Linked DNA regions of Gossypium hirsutum: region 2 is linked to region 1. A link is a contact called in public Hi-C data. All regions are on one chromosome and are shown on one strand. The core of a region is the stretch at or near the end of the contact, and the rest is flanking DNA. Distances in the headings are between cores, read along the strand shown.

The links. A called contact is a pair of places that touch in the nucleus more often than the background predicts.
Region 2: a Hi-C map of anther shows a contact between it and region 1, with 4 times the contacts expected there. The contact joins the promoter of LOC107929673 here to the enhancer-like site in region 1. A contact is called at or near these places in 3 of 34 Hi-C or Micro-C datasets (anther and leaf).

Annotation. Positions count from the first base shown.
Region 1 is chrA08:106,137,442-106,140,676 of Gossypium_hirsutum_v2.1, reverse strand. It overlaps the pseudogene LOC121204491. Among protein-coding and RNA genes, the nearest start is that of LOC121204492, 7.0 kb to the left of the region's middle. Within about 2 kb of position 1,601, at least 8 of the 9 cell types and tissues checked have an H3K27ac peak or open chromatin away from gene starts, as enhancers often do. A contact at or near this core is called in leaf, where this site is marked.
Region 2 is chrA08:106,464,776-106,468,010 of Gossypium_hirsutum_v2.1, reverse strand. It overlaps LOC107929673 (cationic amino acid transporter 9, chloroplastic), which reads left to right and starts at 1,714. Exons shown (of 8, transcript XM_016861165.2): 1 at 1,714-2,054; 2 at 2,149-2,561; 3 at 2,790-2,966; 4 at 3,123-3,235. The coding sequence starts at 1,811.

The DNA of each region.
Region 1 (3,235 bases), core at 352-2,851:
AAGGTGTAAGATGTGTGCCATGAATCCCCTTATAAAGTCATTATGTCCATGTAAAAGCCAACATAAGGTAAGAAGGCAGCAATAGGCATTATGTAATAAAAAGGTCCTCAAAAGTCATAAATGCTTAATTTCAAGAAAGAAGCAGATATAAGAATAGATTTCAATCCATGAAAAAAAATGCCAGAGTTTTGAACTGAGGGAAGCAAGAATATCAAACCCTTGATTCAAAGATATACACCATGCTCTGAAAGGACAAAACGTAGATTCAGATGAGGCCTAAAGTTAAACAACCAATATAGTAAATACCAAAGACAACCTGATGAAATATCTCCAGCTTCTTCGAATAAAGAAAGAAACTGGTTTAGGGTTCCAAACACCGAGGGCATACAAAAGTGCATCAAAGCCCAGAGTTCAGTGAGATTGTTCTGAATAGGAGTACCAGTCATCAACAACCGTCTTGGCATAATAAACCTATCGTTAAGGACATTATACAGTACCTGTCAAGATCTACAAATTAGAATGTCTTATTTAAGCAATTATATCAAACTTACTTAGAAATTAATATATAAACTACAATACCATAAAAGAAATATGAAGAAGAACATTAAAAGATATATCTTGCTATCTTAACCATACGCTGGAAGGATTTTTAAGCCTTTGAGCTTCATCTATTACAGCATAATGCCAGGGTATTTGAGAGAGAAAATCTTGATCGATCAATGCTATGTCATATGTTGTTAAGAGCACATCAAAGGGTAAGGATGGAACCTACAACATACGGGAAGCTTCCTCAAACAAGTTGGTAAGAGACAACTGATGTTTCAATACACTCAGTACCAGAACAAAACAACTACTTTGGCGGACAGATTTCAAACATAATGCAAACACATAGCAAGAAACTCACATTTGATGATGACTTCTCTTTCACGTGCTCATATATAGTCTTAAGTAGACTTCGCCGGTGTTCTTTGTCACCGACATACCTAAGAACTTCTAATTTAGGCGTAAATTTAACTATCTCTGACACCCAGCCGTCTGTTACACTTAAGGGACAAAGCACCACTACAATATAATTTTGACAACAATGAGAAATCAAGGTATATATATATATATATATAAGCCCAGCCACCTCAAAATTCTTAAAATCAAACCAAAAGTTCCAACTCACAAAATGGCCCTGGTGACTTCTGATGGACCTTCAAATAGCTCAAGAAGGAAATAGCTTGAAGAGTCTTCCCCAATCCCATCTGTCAACCATTGTCAAATTACGGAAATTATTATATACAAAAGTTTAGTGGGAGAATTACCGCTATATTTACAAATTTTAATTCAATTTTGAAAAAGGAACAAACCTCATCCCCTGCAATATGAATTCAAGAAATAGAAAAAAAAACTTACATGTTAGAAGCTAAATTTTTCAATGGTAATGATTTCAGAACTAAAAAGACAAAAAAGGAGCTACCAAGAACGACGTTGACGCCAAGAACATATCTCCTAACAAGCCAAGACACTCCGTCGACTTGGTGAGGTTTTAGCGTCGCGGTGACTCCAAACTCTACACAATCCACCGTATCGTCTCCGGCGCGTTCATCGTACGCGAGGACGATTTTGGCCGCGGCTTTAAGCCTCTGTTCGTAATTCAAGAAGCTGTTTTCATCAGATTTGTTGTTTTGTGAAATTGGAAGGAGTTTCCGGGTTTTAGATTTGGCGGCCGATTTCAAAAAAAGGGAAAGCGTGGAAGGAAAGCTAAAAAGTTTCAACGGCGCCGATCCACGTGGCTGCAATCCAGGTTCAGCGAGTCTTAGGTGGAAAGCATGTTTTAAATGCTATAACGCCCGGCCCAAATATAACCCAGTAGAGAACAAATAAGAAAATTCCATAAAATAATAATATTTAGGTAGGTAAAATTTCCGTTTGTTTGGTTTTCGTAGTCATCACTAAATTCTTAACGGGTTAACTCTAAAATGCTTTAAGTTATATTTTAATTATTTATATTTAAAATATTATATTTTAATCACTTATATAACTGTGTTACAATATTTTAGTCATTGAATGTTGATTTTTATTGACAGTGTAATAGTAAGTTGATGTAACACGTTAAATTATTATTCTAAACAAAAATTTTAGGTTAAATCATACAATTGGTCACTATATTTTTTTGTTTTGAGCAATTTATTTTTTTCTTTTATATTTTTTAACTTTTTTTTTGTTCTCTTCTCTATCTCCCTCTGTTTTCCTCCCTTTTTTATTTTTTTAATGTAATTTTTCTATGTTTTTCATTTGTTAAAAATAGCCTCATACTTTTTTTAAACAATTTAAATTGGGAAAATCAATCAAAGAGACGGAGAAGCAAAAGAGAATGGAAAATAAAGAAAAAAAGAAGAAGTTAAAAGAACATAAAAGAAAAAATTAAATTGCTCAAAAAAAATATGGGGATCAATTGTATAATTTAACCTAAATTTTTTTTTGAAATGATGATTTAACTTGACACATCAGCTTACGATTACAGCGTTAACGATAATTAACGGTTCAATAACTAAAATATTACAACAAGTTAACGTAAGTGACTAAAACATTGTAACAGCCTAATTTTCAGTGGTGTCGAAAACAGTGATTCGAGATCACTAAATCTGACAAGTGAATTGAAAGTTTAATAAATTAAAATAAAGGAGCCAAGTGTGGCATTAAAAATATTTTTAAATTAGTGAATTTTGTGATTTGAAAGGAAATTATTAGGAAATCGGGTCAAAAACGAGGTATCGAGACCTCGAAATATTTATGGAGTGTTATTGAGTTAGTATTAAAGTTTCGTTAGAAAATTTTAATGTTTTGATAGTTAATTAATTAAAAAAGATTAAATTGTAAAAGGTGCAAAATTTGTTAAATAGTGATAAATAGCTTAAGTGCCTAATAAGGAGGGATTTAAAAGCAAATTAGACCCAAATTATATAGGCTGGACGGTTTGGACAAGAAAATTAGCAAGAAAGTAAGGTGAAATAAGGGTAAAATTGGAAATTTTGCAAATTAAACCAATAAAACAAAGACAAAATTGAAAAATCTAGAGATTTCATCATTTTTCTTCAGCAAAAAGTCATAGAAGGTCTGGAATAAGCTGGTTTTTCATATTTCTGCACCATGTGAGTTCAATTCTTGCTTTTTATTTGTAATTTTTATGTTTTGTGACTTTTACAATTAGGTCCAACTGTTGAATTCATTAGTTTTTGATTCTGTAAGT
Region 2 (3,235 bases), core at 465-2,964, 330 kb before region 1:
GTATTATCCTCCTATTTAGAGATTAGGGAAAGACTATATGTAGTTTTAGGTATTGTATTAAAAAGAATAAATATGATAAAAATTTATAATGAGATTAATGTATTTTGTACTTTTCACTTAAAACGTAGATAAATTAGTCTCTGCACGTTAAATAAATCAATAAATTGATCATTTTATTAAAAATTCATCCAATTATACAATTAAATGTTGACATAGCAACATTTAAAAAAAATTACAAGAAATACTAAAAGTAAACAAACTTTTTATAATTGTTTAAAAAAAACTACATCTATGATGAACCTAAACAAATAAATATAAAAATTATTAAAAATATGTAAAAAATTATCAATAATATAAGAAATTATTAAAATTATTAAAAATAATGAAAACTTATACTTTATAATAATTATACAAATTATTTAAGAAACTACTCTAATAAACCTGGACAATTGTTTGTCAGATTTATTTTGAATATTTTTCTAATATATTCTTAATATTTTTTATAATTTTATAATTATTTAAAAAATCACATGGACATGAGTTGTCAAATAATTGTTTAAAAATTTATCTATATATATATATTTTACTTTTAAATATTTATTGATATGGCGAAATATTACATCAATATGAAAATATGTGGCATGTCACGTGTTGTTTTACTTATTGCTTCATTAACTACATTATCATTTATTGATAAAATGAATAAAATTTTTAATAAAAGAAATAATTTATTGTTTGTTTTAAATTATATAAACTATATTTGATTCCTAATAAATAATTAAAATAGTGTTTATCTGATTTACATGGTTCAACCGTCTCATAATATTTGTTTTCTGAAAACAAAACTTACGAATAGGATTCCTATCTTAATTTAGTGAAAAAGAATATCACCATATTAAACCAGTGGAGCATTATTTTTCTAGAAATTTTATCACATATAAATGCGTGTGAAAATAATATATTTAAAATATATACGTATTTATATATAATAAGCAATAAAACATATAGTTTAAAATTGATTAATTATAATTATACATAAAATATATATGATATTGAAATAAAAATTTATATTAAATTATGAGTAAAACGAAATTTAAATACATAAATATAGAAAACAAAATTTAATCATAATACTAAATGCATTACAATTATTTATCATGATTTTGTCATCAATTGTGAATTAGTATTGAGTTGACTTTTAACACCAACACAATTAATAACATTGTTAATATATACAATTGGTGGAGATGATAAATTGTGGATATTAAAATAAAAATGGATAAAATATATTAAAATGTAACTTTGATTGAATGATAAATTGAATATTTTACTAATTCAATTAGTACGAGTTCAAATCTTATTATAGACATATATTTATTGATTTTTATTATAATATAAAGACTAAAATACAATTAAATAATATAACTTATTTTAATTATGAAATGATATTTTTATAAATTTTCTAATTAAATTAATGTCCGATGACTTGTAACACCAAATAAGTTTATTAAAAATTAAATAAAATATTAACTCCCTTATTCTTAAACTAATTATTTTTAACGATATCCTGCAGTGATTTTCGTTTTTTGTTAATTAAGAAAATGGAAAGAAAAAGAAAGAAAAAAAGATTCCGATTTTTAAAAAAAGGGGGAATATCTTGATTGTTTTCCGAGAAGAAATATATGAGCAAAAATGTATGGCTAATTTCGAGCCGCTATATCCATACCTAACCCCGTTGAATTTTCAGACACTATAAATAAGATGAATGCCAGCGTGACACAAACTACTGGCATCCTTCTTTCGCACCTTTATGGCCTCAACCATGGATGATAGCCGTCACAAAGACGCCACCTCCTCATCTACTTGTTTCTCTCACTTTTGCTCTTCAGCTCTTAGAGCCAAGACCCTCAAGTCATCCTCCTCCACTAACAATTCTAGCGATGGCCTTATCCGCCGTCTCGGCGTCTTCGATCTCATCCTACTCGGCGTCGGCGCCTCTATCGGTGCCGGCATATTCGTTGTCACCGGAACCGTCGCTCGTGATGCCGGTCCAGGTCCGCTCCAATTCTTTACTTTTTGGTTCTATTGGATCGCAGATATCGTTTCTGCTTTAGATTTTGTTGCGATTTTCTGAATCTGTTTTTGCAGGAGTGACTATTAGTTTCATACTCGCGGGAGCATCGTGTGTGTTGAACGCGTTGTGCTACGCGGAGTTAGCTTCACGGTTTCCCGCCGTAGTCGGAGGCGCGTACTTGTACGCGTACACGGCCTTCAATGAAATTACGGCTTTCCTTGTATTCATGCAATTAATGTTGGATTATCATATCGGAGCAGCTAGTATTGCCCGTAGCTTAGCTAGCTACGTGGCTACCATTTTCGAGCTCATCCCTGCTTTGAAAGGAAACATACCTCCCTGGGTTGGTCATGGTGGTCAAGAATTCTTTGGAGGAACTTTGTCTATCAATATCCTGGCTCCGATTCTTCTTGCCGTGTTGACTGTTATCCTCTGTCTTGGTGTTGGAGAATCTTCTGCTGTTAATTCTTTCATGACTGCAGCCAAGGTACCCTCCTTTCAGGACTTCGTTTGTTTTCTATATTCTGATTATACCCGTTTTTCCTTTTTCTGAGAGTAAAAAAGGACAAAGATTGTACTCGGATACAAAAATCAACAAGATTTGTGAATAATTAAAAGTTAACATTTGGCCTTTGGTGAAAGGAAGAAACAGAGGGGGAGGAAAAAAGTGAAATGGGAGTGATTGTAACTGATTTCCGCATTAACTGTGTTGCAGGTTGTCATCGTTATTTTTGTCATTATTGTTGGATCTTTCAAAGTTGATGTAGATAATTGGTCTCCTTTTGCTCCCAATGGTGTTAAACATATATTTACGGGAGCAACCGTAGTATTCTTTGCATATGTTGGATTTGACGCGGTTGCTAATTCTGCTGAAGAATCAAAGAGACCTCAGGTAATCTTATTTTGAAAGCAACTCAATGTCTTGTCATTCAAAGTATTGTAATTTATGTTACTATGCTTTATCTTGTATTGTATTGTTTTATAGTGTCTGCATGTTATTTGTAGTTTCATTCTTTATATCTTCTCTGTTTTAATTTTGATATTTCAGCGTGATTTGCCAATCGGAATTTTGGGAAGTCTGCTTGTATGTGTTATTTTATACGTTGGTGTTTGCTTAGTGCTCACCGGGATGGTACCTTACAACCTCCTTGGCGAGGATGC